Linked DNA regions of Mus musculus: region 1 is linked to region 2. A link is a contact called in public HiChIP or PLAC-seq data. All regions are on one chromosome and are shown on one strand. The core of a region is the stretch at or near the end of the contact, and the rest is flanking DNA. Distances in the headings are between cores, read along the strand shown. Region 1 has its middle 39 kb from the start of Csf2ra. Region 2 holds the start of Prdx3 (peroxiredoxin 3).

What was found. HiChIP or PLAC-seq counts read pairs in DNA pulled down with a chosen protein or histone mark.
Region 1: a contact with region 2 is called in an H3K4me3 HiChIP or PLAC-seq map of bone marrow-derived macrophages, with 4 times the contacts expected there. The contact joins the enhancer-like site here to the promoter of Prdx3 in region 2. A contact is called at or near these places in 14 of 39 promoter capture datasets (the 3T3-L1 cell line, 3T3-L1-derived adipocytes, the C10 cell line and 6 more), 2 of 15 datasets of contacts at CTCF or cohesin (CD8 T cells and large pre-B cells), 35 of 484 Hi-C or Micro-C datasets (B cells, the Ba/F3 cell line, the G1E-ER4 cell line and 19 more), 32 of 115 datasets of contacts at active chromatin or transcription factors (the 230-238 cell line, the HPC-7 cell line, acute myeloid leukemia and 18 more) and 3 of 9 other capture datasets (embryonic stem cells, macrophages and pancreatic islet).

What each region holds. Positions count from the first base shown.
Region 1 is chr19:61,264,180-61,271,301 of GRCm38.p6, reverse strand. No RefSeq gene overlaps it. Among named protein-coding and RNA genes, the nearest start is that of Csf2ra, 39 kb to the right of the region's middle. Within about 2 kb of position 5,496, at least 152 of the 459 cell types and tissues checked have an H3K27ac peak or open chromatin away from gene starts, as enhancers often do. A contact at or near this core is called in the 230-238 cell line, the Ba/F3 cell line, CD8 T cells and 14 more, where this site is marked.
Region 2 is chr19:60,871,376-60,878,255 of GRCm38.p6, reverse strand. It overlaps Prdx3 (peroxiredoxin 3), which reads left to right and starts at 3,718. Exons shown (of 7, transcript NM_007452.2): 1 at 3,718-3,824; 2 at 4,993-5,128; 3 at 6,695-6,836. The coding sequence starts at 3,789.

The DNA of each region.
Region 1 (7,122 bases), core at 4,247-6,746, 390 kb before region 2:
ATTATGTTATGGATCTAATTTACTAGTTTTAGATATAAAAACCATTAACAAAATCCTGCTAGAAAACAACAAACACACATACCTTGTGTCTTGACCCACATATTGACTCATTGCAAAATCATGGCAGTCCATCACTGGAAAGAGAGGCCCATTGGACTTGCAAACTTTATATGCCCCAGTACAGGGGAACACCAGGGCCAAAAAGGGGGAGTGGGTGGGCAGGGGAGTGGGGGTGGGTGGGTATGGGGGACTTTTGGTATAGCATTGGAAATGTAAATGAGCTAAATACCTAATAAAAAATGGAAAAAAAATAAATTAAAAAAAATCATGGCAGATTACATTTTCACAAAGAAATACTTTAGAAAATAAAACTGCAATTTGAGAGAATTCTCCATAAGATGTTCACAATAATTAACCTATTGTAAAGTTTCATGTACATTCGTTTTTAGTCACAATTTTTAAGAGTATTAATTTAGTCATATTTCATGAATATATCTGTCCTACAAATCATTATGCACACCATGTACATATAGGAGCCCATGAAGAACCAAATATTAAGTCAAATCTACTGGACTAAGTCAAGAGACTGCTAGGTACACAATCCATGTTCTCTGTAAGATTATATAGAAGACTAAAGTAGTTGCAAATTTATTAGAAACTGCTAAGTATGTAATATTCAGAAGGCCATGTTCAAAGCCAGATGTGATATGAATCCAGGAAATAGGGGATAAGAGTTGACCAAAAAGGTAGAATATAAGACGAGACTCATAATCAGTATATTACATACCACACCCATTATTAAAACAATTATCTAGGGTTTGCAAAATGCAAAAAGTTTATGGTTAGTTTTTCAATTATTTTGCCTTTCATTCTATATAATGAATTAAAATTTTTATTTAGTTATGTATTTGTGTATTTATTTATTTGTTATATGCAAGTACACTGTAGTTGTCCTCAGATACTACAGAGGAGGGCATCAGATTTCGTTAAGGATGGTTGTGAGCCACCATGTGGTTGCTGGGATTTGAACTCAGGACCTTCGGAAGAGCAGTCGGCACTCTTAACCACTGAGCCATCTTGCCAGCCCAAATTAAAAATTTTAAAGACGTATCATGCCTGGTGAGATAGCTCAACAGTTAAATCATTTGTTGTTAAACTTTACAATCTGAATGTATTCTCATGATGCATGTAGTAAAACCAAGCAACCTACTCAGAAGATGTTTTTTGAAGTCATGCATTTCTACATACATTATGCTCAGAAATAATTTTGAAAATATACTGAAATTGTTTTAGGTGTAAAAACAAAGAAGAATTGATACTTAACATCAAAAATTACATCCATAAAAATAACATAAAAATCAATTGCTTAAATGTGTGGGATGGGTCACACATGTACAGGTACACATATGAGGAAAAATATCCCTGTAGTTGCACCTATCTGCACTTGTGAAACACCTGACATGGGTGCTTGGATCTGAATCAAGTTCTCCGTTAGAGCAAAATATTCTATTTATAGCTAACCCAACTTAGGCTTTTAGGCAACTTATCAAATAATCGCTCTCCACAAATGCATTGATCTAGATAAGAATTCTGAAACCCAAGGAAGCACATCAACATCCTCTGAAATGACATGAAATGTAAGTGCAATCACAATCACAGTTCCTATTGCTGCCGTGCTTAGTGTTACAACTTAGGAATGGAGTACTATTGCTGAGACAAACCATCTGGCTTACCACTTTTGCTCGAGGATTCCTCTGTTATATTGCTCATAAAGTTCCTCAATACTGATTTCATCCTTGAGTCCATTCATAGACAATGACTCCCATAGGAGTGGAGATGAGGCAGGGATGAAAGTGCTCAGCTGTAGTCTCCCCTCCCCCAGCCTGAAACCTGCTTGCTCAGGGGTGGAGCTTGCCGCTCAATCGTTCTGCTACACCCACTGCTCGAGCTTTGCTGTTCCGAAGCCATCACGTGCTCACCTGCAACCTTACTCCTAGTTTTTTGGCGGGAATCGGGCCCCTCCCCCTTCCTTCATAACGGAGTGCCTGAATAGTAAAAATTGAACCTTGTGCAGAGCCTTGTCTTGGTTCCGTCCTTATCTCGCGCAGCCTAGCCCCTCTTCTCTTCCAGGTTTCCAAAATGCCTTTCCAGGCTAGAACCCAGACATGTGAGCTGCTGGCCGGTCACAACACTCAGCATTCCAAGTGAAGAAGGAATCAAGGTGAAGGACTTCTCAGTACAAAGTGTCTACAGAGGTTTTTGTTTCCTTCAGTCCTAACATTAGTATTAGAACCAGAACTTTTGTTTACTTATTGCCAGGTGAAGATACATTTGAGGGCTTATTTCTTTAACGTTTTCTGCTTTTCTTTTTTTTCTTTTCTTTTCTTTTCTTTTCTTTCTCTCTCTCTCTCTCTTTGGTTTTTGGAGACAGGTTTTCTCTGTACGTTTTCTGCTTTTCAATTATTAATATTATATCACCTCTCATTGTCCAACTTCCTATGACAGGAATCACTTAAACTCAATAGTGCAATTGTTACTTTTACATGAACATATACATAGAAATATATACACATATTCACATCATCCATCTACATAGCATAAAAAAAATCTAATTAATATCCAGAAGATGTCCCAACCGGTAAGAAGGACACATGCTCCACTATGTTCATAGCAGCCTTATTTATAATAGCCAGAAGCTGGAAAGAACCCAGATGCCCCTCAACAGAGGAATGGATACAGAAAAGGTGGTACATTTACACAATGGAGTACTACTCAGCTATTAAAAAGAATGAATTTATGAAATTCCTAGCTAAATGGATGGACCTGGAGGGCATCATCCTGAGTGAGGTAACACATTCACAAAGGAACTCACACAATATGTACTCACTGATAAGTGGATATTAGCCCAAAACCTAGGATACCCAAGATATAAGATACAATTTGCTAAACATACGAAACTCAAGAAGAATGAAGACTGAAGTGTGGACACTATGCCCCTCCTTAGAATTGGGAACAAAACACCCATGGAAGGAGTTACAGAGACAAAGTTTGGAGCTGAGACGAAAGGATGGACCATCTAGAGACTGCCATATCCAGGGATCCACCCCATAATCAGCTTCCAAACGCTGACACCATTGCATACACTAGCAAGATTTTATCAAAAGGACCCAGATATAGCTGTCTCTTGTGAGACTATGCCGGGGCCTAGCAAACACAGAAGTGGATGCTCACAGTCAGCTAATGGATGGATCACAGGGCTCCCAATGGAGGAGCTAGAGAAAGTACCCAAGGAGCTAAAGGGAACTGCAACCCTATAGGTGGAACAACATTATGAACTAACCAGTACCCCGGAGCTCTTGACTCTAGCTGCATATGTATCAAAAGATGGCCTAGTCAGCCATCACTGGAAAGAGAGGCCCATTGGACACGCAAACTGTATATGCCCCAGTACAGGGGAACGCCAGGGCCAAAAAAATGGGAATGGGTGGGTAGGGAAGTCGGGGGGGAGGGTATGGGGGACTTTTGGGATAGCATTGGAAATGTAATTGAGGAAAATATGTAATAAAAAATATTTTTAAAAATCTAATTTGATTTCTCCTAAGTGCATCTCTTAAGGGAGCTTAAGCTATGTAGTATTGACAGGACTCTCATGGAGAACAGAATGGCTCACACCCTACTATTCAGAGATATGTGCACAGGTCATGTTTCTTTTATAATTGATTGATTTGTTGATTGGTTGATTAATGTTTATCCACATAAATGTTCAGACTCATAGATGTATGCAAAACAAAAGTATTCCTGATGCCAAGGATAAATGACTGTGTCAGATAACGTGGAAGTCTGAATCTCCATCTCTCAGCATCAGTTGAATGTATGTAGTTCTCCACTTAGGTGTGTGGACATGTGAACATTTCCCCCTTCCTATGGCATGCCAACTGGTCATGTCATTTTGTAAGTCTTACTTAGGTGACTCACCTGTTAAGTTGTCTCAGGTGCAACTCCACTATTACAGAGAAGACGCTGTTTCTCAGCAGGCAACTTAGTCCTCCAGATTTTACCATCTTCTAGTCCCTTTACATGTTCTCTGAGCTGTGGGTGCAGGGGCCATGTTGTGTGTATATCACATGGGTTCGATGAGGGCGGGAGGGTGGCCGGCGGGCGGGTGGCAGCGAGCACCAGAAAACAACAAACCCCAAGCGGTAGTGTTTTTAAAATGAGACCTAAATGGAGTGGAACTGAGATCGCGAGCCACCCTCCTCTTCCACCGTGCTTAGATGCTCCCTTCCCCTTACTGTAGCCCCTTCCCCTAATTGTGCCTGTTCCCTTGCCCCGCTGACCGATTCGCTAGCCACGTACTTTGACTTAGAGAGTGATTTCGCCTGTTTTCACAGCTCCCTGTCATACATTCGTTTTTGGGTGTCTGAGTCCAGCCCGCGTTCGCTATGTTCGGGTGGGACGATGGGGACCGTTTGTGCCACTCGGGAGAAGTGGTGAGTGGGTACGCTGCTCCATCATGCGTGCGTGAGTGTCGTCCCCCACCCCTTCCCCTTCCCCGCCCCCCCCCCACCCCCCCAAGCTAGGGAGGACCGTCGGGAGAGACGGAATAAGTGAGTGAATGTGGCGGCGCGTGAGCGATCTGTATTGGTTTGTTTAGTTGATCCAGACCGTTGTTGACGGGCGACACCTAGTGTTGACAAGTTTCCGCAACGCTCCTGCCTTCTCCGGTTGGTGACACAGGACAGGGAAGTGCCTGCGATGAGGCGGCCAGGGTCGGGCAAGCAGGCGGGTGCATCTCGGAGATAGAGAGTCTCTACCAAGGAGGTTGTACCGGGAGATCTACAGGGCAGGGGTTGTTGCTGTACGCCCTATTAGGAAAAATGGTAGGGTTGGTGGCAGCTTGATCAGGTCGACCAGAAGGCTCAAGTCTTGCCCCTGCCCCAGAGATTTCTTTTTTCCTTCTCCCCTAGCACCCTTTCTCCAGGAGTCAGTGAGCTCTGGATTTCTGAGGCTGAAAGGGTGCTATGGCCCCGACTTGATAGATGACATGGAAAGAAAGAAACCAAACACAAGCCCACTAGATGACAAGTGACAGCAATCACAGCTGAAATATAACACACACACATACAAATTCTGTCATAAAATCCAACGTGCCTTCATGATCAAAGTTTGATAGTCAATAGTACTAGAAGAAAAATATGTCTGTAAAATAAAAGCCAGAACCTTTTCTGCTTTGTCTTATTTTGCTTCAAAGTAGGGTTTCTCTTGGTGTACCTCAGCAGCCCTGCCTGGAATTTGCTCTGTAGGCTTGGGTAGCCTCAAACTTACAGAGGTCCTCTCTGCCTGCCTGCCTCTGCTACCCATGCAGCTGGGCAGAAGCTACAATCTTTTTTCTTTTCATTTATTGGTTATTATTATTATTAGTTTTCAATGTATGTATTTGTGTGCTCTATCTGCTGCCTATATGCCTGCATGCCAGAAGAGGGCACCAGAACCTAGGAGAACCCACCATGCAGGTCCTGAGAATTAAAAGAAGAAAAAAGAAAATTCTTATCACATAGAGGGTAAATATCTGGCCGGCTCTTGTAGTGCTGTTTAAGGCTTACTGTAAATAATAAAAATTGTGTGTCTTTTATCCAAAAACAGAATGAACGTGTTGTGCCTGTGTGTCTGTTTCTACTTCCTTGTTCTGTCACTCAGTTGCACATTGACCTCACCAAGATGGAAGACCACATGTGGATGGCAGCCATCTTGTCCACTGACAGACCTCATCAAGATGGAGGTGGCTGGCCATCATGTGACCTACTGTTCCAGGTTGCTTTTGTTTCCAGGCTGCCTTTACCAGCCTCTAGGTGGCCCAGTTTGCATGTGCAAAGCTCATGACAAGGAAGCTCCCAAAAACAGCCAGAACCCTAGACCATCCACAGACAGCCTCATGGTTTTTTCTCCTGCTTTTGTATAATACGTTAAAATGCCAGACCCTGAATCAGTCATTCTAAATTCTTTTGGTTAATTTTAATTAAAATGCATAATAAAAGATAAATATAATCAGTCATCCTGGAACTCCTTTGATGTAACTCAGTCTGTAGACTAAGCTAGCTGCAAAATTACAGTGATCCACCACCTCCCTCTGCTACCACCACTGCCTGGTAAAAGCTAGAATCATAGAAAGAAAGGGGAAAGAAAAAAAAGATAAGAATCTTAGCTGGTCATAGTGGTGTACAACTTTCATGCCAGCATTTGAAAAGCAGAAGCAGGCTCTTACAGGTTACAGTCTGGTCTACAAAGTGGGATCCAAGACAGCCAGGACTGCTTACACTAAGAAACCCTGTATGAAAAAAATAAAAATAAAATTTAAAAAGAAAAGAAAAGAGAGAGAGAGAAGAAAAGAAAAGAAAAAAGAAAGAAGATAGAAAAGAAAGAGAAACAGGAAGACTTAGGAGATAGTTTTAGTTGATTCGTGATATCATTTCTCTTCATAGGCAGGCAGGCAGCCATACTTGTTTGGTTTGGTTTGGTTTGGTTTGGTTTGGTTTGGTTTGGTTTGGTTTGGTTTGGTTTTCAGGAAGTGTAGCCTAGGTCATATACAAGCACAGGCACAAGAAATAAATAAGGATCTCTGAAACACAATTCTGGGGGGGGGGGTGCTAGCTTGGCCATGGAGACACACACACACTAATAAAATCAGGTCGTCAGGCATCTTGGCTAGCAGGTGTGTGTGTGTGTGTGTGTGTGTGTGTGTGTGTGTGTGTGTGTGTGTGTCCATCTGTCCCTCTGTCTGTCTGTCTGTCCCTCTGTCTGACTGTCTGTGCAGAACTGCATATGTCCCAGTACTTATCAGTCAGGGCCACAATTCAGGTTCCAGAGCTGAACTGTGACCTAGAGTGAAGATCCTACAGGGTTTCTATGCCTAAAATCCACAAAACATCTATACCAAGTTATTCCACCAATCTGGACTTAGGGATAGGGGAATTCCTTAGAAACATATCTTTGTTATATACTTATCCTGCTCCCATTAGTTGGGGTACTTGACTGTGGCAGGGGGACTTGCCTTGTCTAACATTCATGTCTTAACTTGCAAACCAGGAAGTCAGTTGCCCACATACAAGTCTCTTTCTTCCAAGT
Region 2 (6,880 bases), core at 2,469-4,968:
TACAGACTTCCTCATAAGCAGAGCCTGCATGGCATGCTCAATACTTGTTTACTACATGATTAAAGTCACAGTGGTATAGGCTGAGGAAATGGTCAAGGTTGTAAAGAGCTTGTCAGCCAGCTGGGCATTAATCCCAGCACTCGGGAGGCAGAAGCAGGCAGATTTCTGAGTTCGAGGCCGGCCTGGTCTACAAAGTGAGTTCCAGGACAGCCAGGGCTACACAGAGAAACCCTGTCTCGAAAAACCAAACCAAAAAAAAAAAAAAAAAAAAAAGAGCTTGTCAGCCAAGCATGAAAACCTGAGTTGGAATCTCCAACACCCACATAAACAACAGTATCCCTGTAATCTGAACTCTGGGGAAGCAGGCAGAGACAGCAAGATCCTGGGACCAGAGCATCTAACCAATCCAAAAAAAAAGTGGAGTGGGTAAAGTGTTTGCTGTGCCAGCATGAGAACCTGAGTTCAGATCCTTAGCACCCAAAAAAGTCTGGCATAATAATAATAACACACATCTGTAACACCAGCCCTAGGTTGTGGGGGAGGGAGACTGGCACATCCTGACCAAGTAGACCAGCCATAGTCACACGCTCTGACATACCCCTGGCCTTCATATGTGCACACAAGGGCAACTGCGCGCGCGCACACACACACACACACACACACACACACACACACACACACACACACACAGAGTGATTGTTAGATGCAGGTTTTATCCAACACCAGAAGGCCATATGTAGAAGGAAAAATATTTCAGAAGCTAAGGGGAGCTGGTGTTAAGAGAGTACCAGGAACACACTCTAACCTGCAAGATACAGCACATGGTACTACACATAAGCCTAATTAATGAGATGGAGCTGATGAATGCATACACTTTAGCAGGGGCAGCAGGAATGAGGAGCGGGTGAGGATGTGGGGCACTTCACCCTGCTCTTTGCTTTGGACTGACTTTCACACTGCATATAAGTATCGTAGGTGTGAACCAAACTGCCTCCCTTTGATGGAGATCCCACTACACTGTGTATATCAGGAAACAGGAGTCCTTCAAAGTGCTAGGGGAAAACCAGAAACAAAGGCCTATCCATAAAAGGAAAAGAGACAGATACCTGAAGTAGAAGTTTCTGGTTGGGTCAGGTGATACAGAGTCACATGGTATTTGTTTTGCTAAGGGAAGACATGTGATATTTGGAGAGAGTATAAATGGGACAGTGATGGTGAGTTTGCATTGCCAGCTTTGTAATGATTCATTGGTCTCAGAGTCTTCATCTTTGCTGATCTTCACTTCCTTGAGAGAGACACGCAGCAGAGAACTTTTCCAGGAGTCCCAGCTGGTCCTAGTCGCTCCCGCTGACTTATGTGATTCGTGTTTGGTGTCCTGACTGAACTGGACTGAACTGGACTGCTGGTATCCTGACATCAGAGATTGGAATAGCCCCCCAAATACTTCTAAACAGGTCCACATACCCTTGTCCTTTTTACCACCTAACCCTTTTCAACCCTACCTTTGGATGGTGGGCTTGAAGCGTTTAAGAACCCTTATTAAAAGTAGTTGGGTTTTTTTTTTTTGGTTTTTGTTTTCATTTTTGTTTTTTGTCTTTTAATCTAAGCCCAGAGAAAACTCCTGGCCTGTCCTTGTCACATACCTTTTCCTTACTCTAGATACAGCAGTGAAACTTTTAAAACCCTCAATGTCCCCTGGCATGGTGGTTCTTTAATCCCAGCACCTGGGAGCAGAGTCAAGTAGATCTCTGTGAATTTGAACAAATAAACAAACAAACACCCTTGGTGTGATGGAAAATAGGAAGAATTAAATTGAGATCATTGTCTCATACAGTGGCAAGTAATTGATGCTGAGCCTGCTTTCAGCCACCACAAACACTAGCTGCTCAGCTGCATGGAGTTCTAGGTTCTGTACCTCTTGAAGATGTTTGTTTCTTAGAGATATAACCTACCATTATCTAATGTTCTATAATTCTCAGCTCCATTAATCACATGATGTTTTCACTACTCCAAAAGCAAATTCTACCTATATTTGTAATATGAGTAAGAGTACACTTGTAACCTCAGTACTAAGAAGAAGCAAGTAGGGGGCTGGTGAGATGGCTCAGTGGGTAAGAGCACCCGACTGCTCTTCCAAAGGTCAGGAGTTCAAATCCCAGCAACCACATGGTGGCTCACAACCATCCTTAACGAGATCTGACTCCCTCTTCTGGAGTGTCTGAGGACAGCTACAGTGTACTTACATATAACAAATAAATAATAATAAAATAAATCTTAAAAAAAAAAAAAAAGAAGAAGAAGCAAGTACAGGCAAGAAGGTGACCTGTGCTATCACACTTCAGAGTTTTGTTTTGTTTCAAGTGGATCTTAATCTGTAGCAAAGCCTGGCCTTGAACTCTTGGCTATCCTCCTGCCTCAGCCTCTCAAGTGCTGAAATTACAAGTATAAGCCATCAAGCTCAGCCTTCATCCTTTTTTATGTCTGAATTATATTCCATCACAGACTTGAACACCAAACACATACACTGGGTACCAGTTAAGTTCAAGGCAAGTGCTGTGAGGAACTTGTTGAGATGTCTCTTTAGGTATAAGGCTTTTTTTTTTTCTCCACAAGACAGGTACACTGTGTAGCAGCTAATGGTTCATGGACAGCTAGATTTATAATTTTTTTCTTTTATGAATATTTCTGATATAGTAGAGAGCAAAATAAATAAATAATAACATCAGATCTCAGTATGAGAAACTCAAAATGTTTTTAGGTTTCTTTCAATCATCTGACCTACAAATGAATGCCTCTGACCACCTTCTCTTTCTTTTCAACAAAACTCGGACTTTCAGCAAATAACTGTATCTAGCTGGAACTTTGCAGTATTTTGCACTAGTGTGTTTATTTTTAATTCCCTTCTATTTATACTGTTATAAGTAGAAGTTTAACTATTTCCTACTTAACATTTCTTTTCCCATAAGATTATTTGCACTTTAAAATGAGCTAGCATAAAGAAAATATTATTTAGATAATATGCAGATGTGAGAAACTATATTAGTAACAGAACAGTGCTTGGAAAATACCAGCTTAGACATGGCATTTAGTGTGGTTATCATGTGAATTTTATTCTGTGTTTGATGTGGTACTTCAAAACCGTGCCCTCCAATCATTACTTGGTATCTGCGTTAACAAATAAATTGATTTAAAATGTGTCCCAATTATCCCAATTTTGAGGAGAGGCCAAATGAACGCCCCCACACAATATCAAAGGTTTTCAAGCACACTAAACTCTGATGTCCCTAAGTCGCTTAGCTTATTAAAGAACTCAGATAACTAAGTTTGTTCCACTGAATGCAGAAGGCAGAAGATCCCACCTGAGATAGAAAGGGAACTGGATTCTTTCACAGACAGACACTTTCTACTACTCTAAATTAGCGAAACAAAATCAACAGGAAATGTCAATAAGTGTCTACTTCCTAAATTGAATTTGATCTTTATACGTCGGTACCATAAATAGGAATCCAAGCATTCAGGTATTCAGGAGGTCAAAGGGAAATTTCCCCCTGAGCTGGAAGGAGTGGTTCTACGGCTTCTCCCCTAAGTCACAACCACACACCCAGGTCCAGCCTCTTTGCATAAACCACACCCCTCCTCCACCCACTCCTCGTAAGCCCCGCCTCGCTGAGGCCCCGCCCTCATAGGGAAGCCCGGAGCAGAAGCCACGCCCCAGGCAGAAGCACACCCGGCGTGCTCCGGCTACTCCTCGGTATCTCCGCCTATCGTGCCTCTTGCGTGCTCTGAAGATGGCGGCAGCTGCGGGAAGGTTGCTCTGGTCCTCGGTGAGTGGCTGGCAGCTGGGCAGGCGCATGACACAACAGCGACTCTGGCCCGCACTTGTTTCCAGGACCGGATCGCGCACCCTTAGGTCTGCTGCCCACTAGCTCCTATGGGAGGGAGTTCTCAGCTCGGGGACCTCTAGGCCTCCTGCGGCTAGAAAGGCCCTAGCCCCTGCGCAGGACAGCCTTTACACTATCCCCGTGGGTGATGTGCTCTCCAACAAGTCCTTGTGCTTGATGGTCCCCTTGCTGTTTCTTCACTAAAGCACCCAGGCCTGACTTTTGAGGCCAGTATGCTGACTACTGTGTTCTAGGATCTGTCACCAAATATGACCTTGGCCAAGATACACGTGTGTGTGTGTGTGTGTGTGTGTGTGTGTGTGTGTGTGTGTGTGTGTGTGTGTGTGTGTGTGGTTTTTCGAGACGGGGTTTCTCAGTGTATCCCCTGGCTATCCTGAAACTCGCTCTGTAGTTCAGGCTAGTCTGGAATTCACAGAGATCCGACTGCCTCTGCCTCTGGAGTGCTGTCTGGCTTGACTTCACATTTCTGAACCTTAGTTTTTCCTACATCTCGACATGGCTGTGGGCTCATACTTAAGTCTGAGTATAAACAAAGTAACGGGAGTAAAAACAGTAACAGGAGCCTCTTTCTACTCCCACACTCAGGCTGGACTCTGCCTTGGTATCTGCTGTTCTCTAGTAGCAGCCTACTGTCTGTCCTCTTGCCAGCCATCCTCCTCTCCTTTCTCATCGCCGGGCTCAGCCCTTAATTTCCTGTCCCATGTTGGACATCAAAGTTGAGCAAACACTACTAACCTTGAGCTTGGGCCAAACACTCCCAGTGCATGAACTTCACCCTATTCCTTGACTGAGAGCCTGGAAGGGACTTTTTCTGAGAAAAACCTTGATGTGGCTACATGATGCAGCAGTTAGCTCCAGGTGGGGGAGGGTACAACTACTCAGCCTGGCCTAGCCTTCCTGAAATTTTGGAGATTTTTTATTCTTGAAGCTTTATTCTTATGATTTTCTTGTAGACTCAACCCATGCTCTTAATTTGATTTGGTATCTGTTTCGTTGGGAAAAGGGTCGTTAACAAAGGATGACAGCAGCAAGGCAGAATTCAGTCACCCTTTCGGAAAGCCTTCCTAATTGAAAGCATTTTTCTTTCCAGGTTGCTCGTCATGCAAGTGCTATTTCCCGGAGTATTTCTGCCTCAACAGTTCTTAGGCCTGTTGCTTCTAGAAGAACCTGTTTGACAGACATACTGTGGTCTGCCTCTGCCCAAGGAAAGTCAGCCTTTAGCACCAGTAAGTGTTACTGTGCTCTAGTCATATCCAGGTAAAAGGAAACCCTTATCAGCCACTCTGGACCCTGGCTATACTTGAGGCTTGTCCTTGGAGATTTTAAACATGGATATGAGAATAATGTAGAGATGGCTGGATCTAAAAGGAACTGTTAGGAACAGTGAGTCCTTGGCGGTGTCAAAATTTTAAAACTTACTTTTAAGAAAACAGAAAGAAAATGGAAGCCAGTGGTGGAGCCACATGCCTTTAATGTGAGCATTCAGGAGGCAGAGGCAGATCTCTGTGATTTAGAGGCCAGCCTGGCCTACAGATCAGAAAACCTTGTCTCGAAGAACCAAAAAGGAAGAAAAAAAAAGTTGCAGGCCAATCAGGGCATCACAGTGTGAGACTCTGTCTGGGAACAATAAATAAACAAGACCTCTCCCCATGCCCACCCCCCTAAAAAAGAGTAGAAAAAGTGGTAGTCTAGGAAAAAGAAAATATTTGTATAATATACTTAACAAAGGCTATTTCTCTAAGATACCTAAGTTACTAGATAAAATGAAAACACAAAACACCACTGTACCCCACCCCAGGTTTGAAACATGTCCTGCATCTGCTCTTGGTTTCTCTCTGCCATGCCTCAGTGCCTCTCACCAAGATAACTAACTATAGACATTGCCTCCACCATTCTTATCTTTTTGATGGCCTAATCTTCCTGGAAACATCTGTTTTCCTGCATTAGAGCCTCTCAGACTCTGTTCTCTCTACCGTGAAGAGCTAATCTGGCTGCTTGTTGCTGAGGGTCCTTTTAAGACTTGCTGAGTTTGTTTTGAGTTTGTTCCTTTTCCCTGTGTATTGGCCCCTCTTGGTCAGTGTCCTGTGATACTCACACCCTAGTCTGAGCTAGCTCCATGTCTGGCTGCCTTCTGCTCTCTACTGCCTTCTTCCTCTTCCTTTTGTAGTTCCAAGGGCATTTCATTTCTTCTAGTTTTTGTTCTTTAAAAAAACCTTTTCTTTAGGGTTGGAGTGAGAGCTAAGTCAGTCAGTCAGCTAGCATAAGGATCAAAGTTCAGCTGACCTTCAGAACTCACAGAAAGCCTGGCATAGTAGTATACAATGGGTCCAGCACTTGAGAAAGAGGCGACCACTGAGTCCTTGGAGCTCAGTGCCAGCTACCCTACCCTACTTGGTGAGCTGAGTTTATAAAAGACTCTTAAAAGAGAGAAAGGGTTTTTAAAAAATGGTAGATGTCTTCTGAGGATCTGTGTGTCCTCCATCCTTCATATTCATGCTCACAAGTGTGTGCGCGCACGCGCGTATACACACACACACACACTCCTCCCTACCACTGAGTTGAGTTTGTGTATATACTTTGGAATTGTGCTGAAGGGCAAAATTACTTTACCTAAGATGTACAACTGAAGTGAACCATCTTATTGAGTTAAATTAATAAACAACTTATGTCACCAGTTATGGCAAATAGTAAGTTTACTTGATATGTTCCAACAAAAGGAGTTTAAATAAAATCATGCAGTACTCGATGTGGTGGATGACAAGCTACATTCAGGTGTGTGGTCTTTTTTTTAGGTTCCTCTTTCCACACCCCTGCTGTCACCCAGCACGCGCCCTATTTTAAAGGTACTGCTGTTGTCAATGGAGAGTTCAAAGAGCTGAGTCTCGACGACTTTAAGGGAAAATACTTGGTGCTTTTCTTCTACCCTTTGGATTTGTAAGTTTGATTTTATAATATTTTCATGTCCCTCTGAGAGCTGG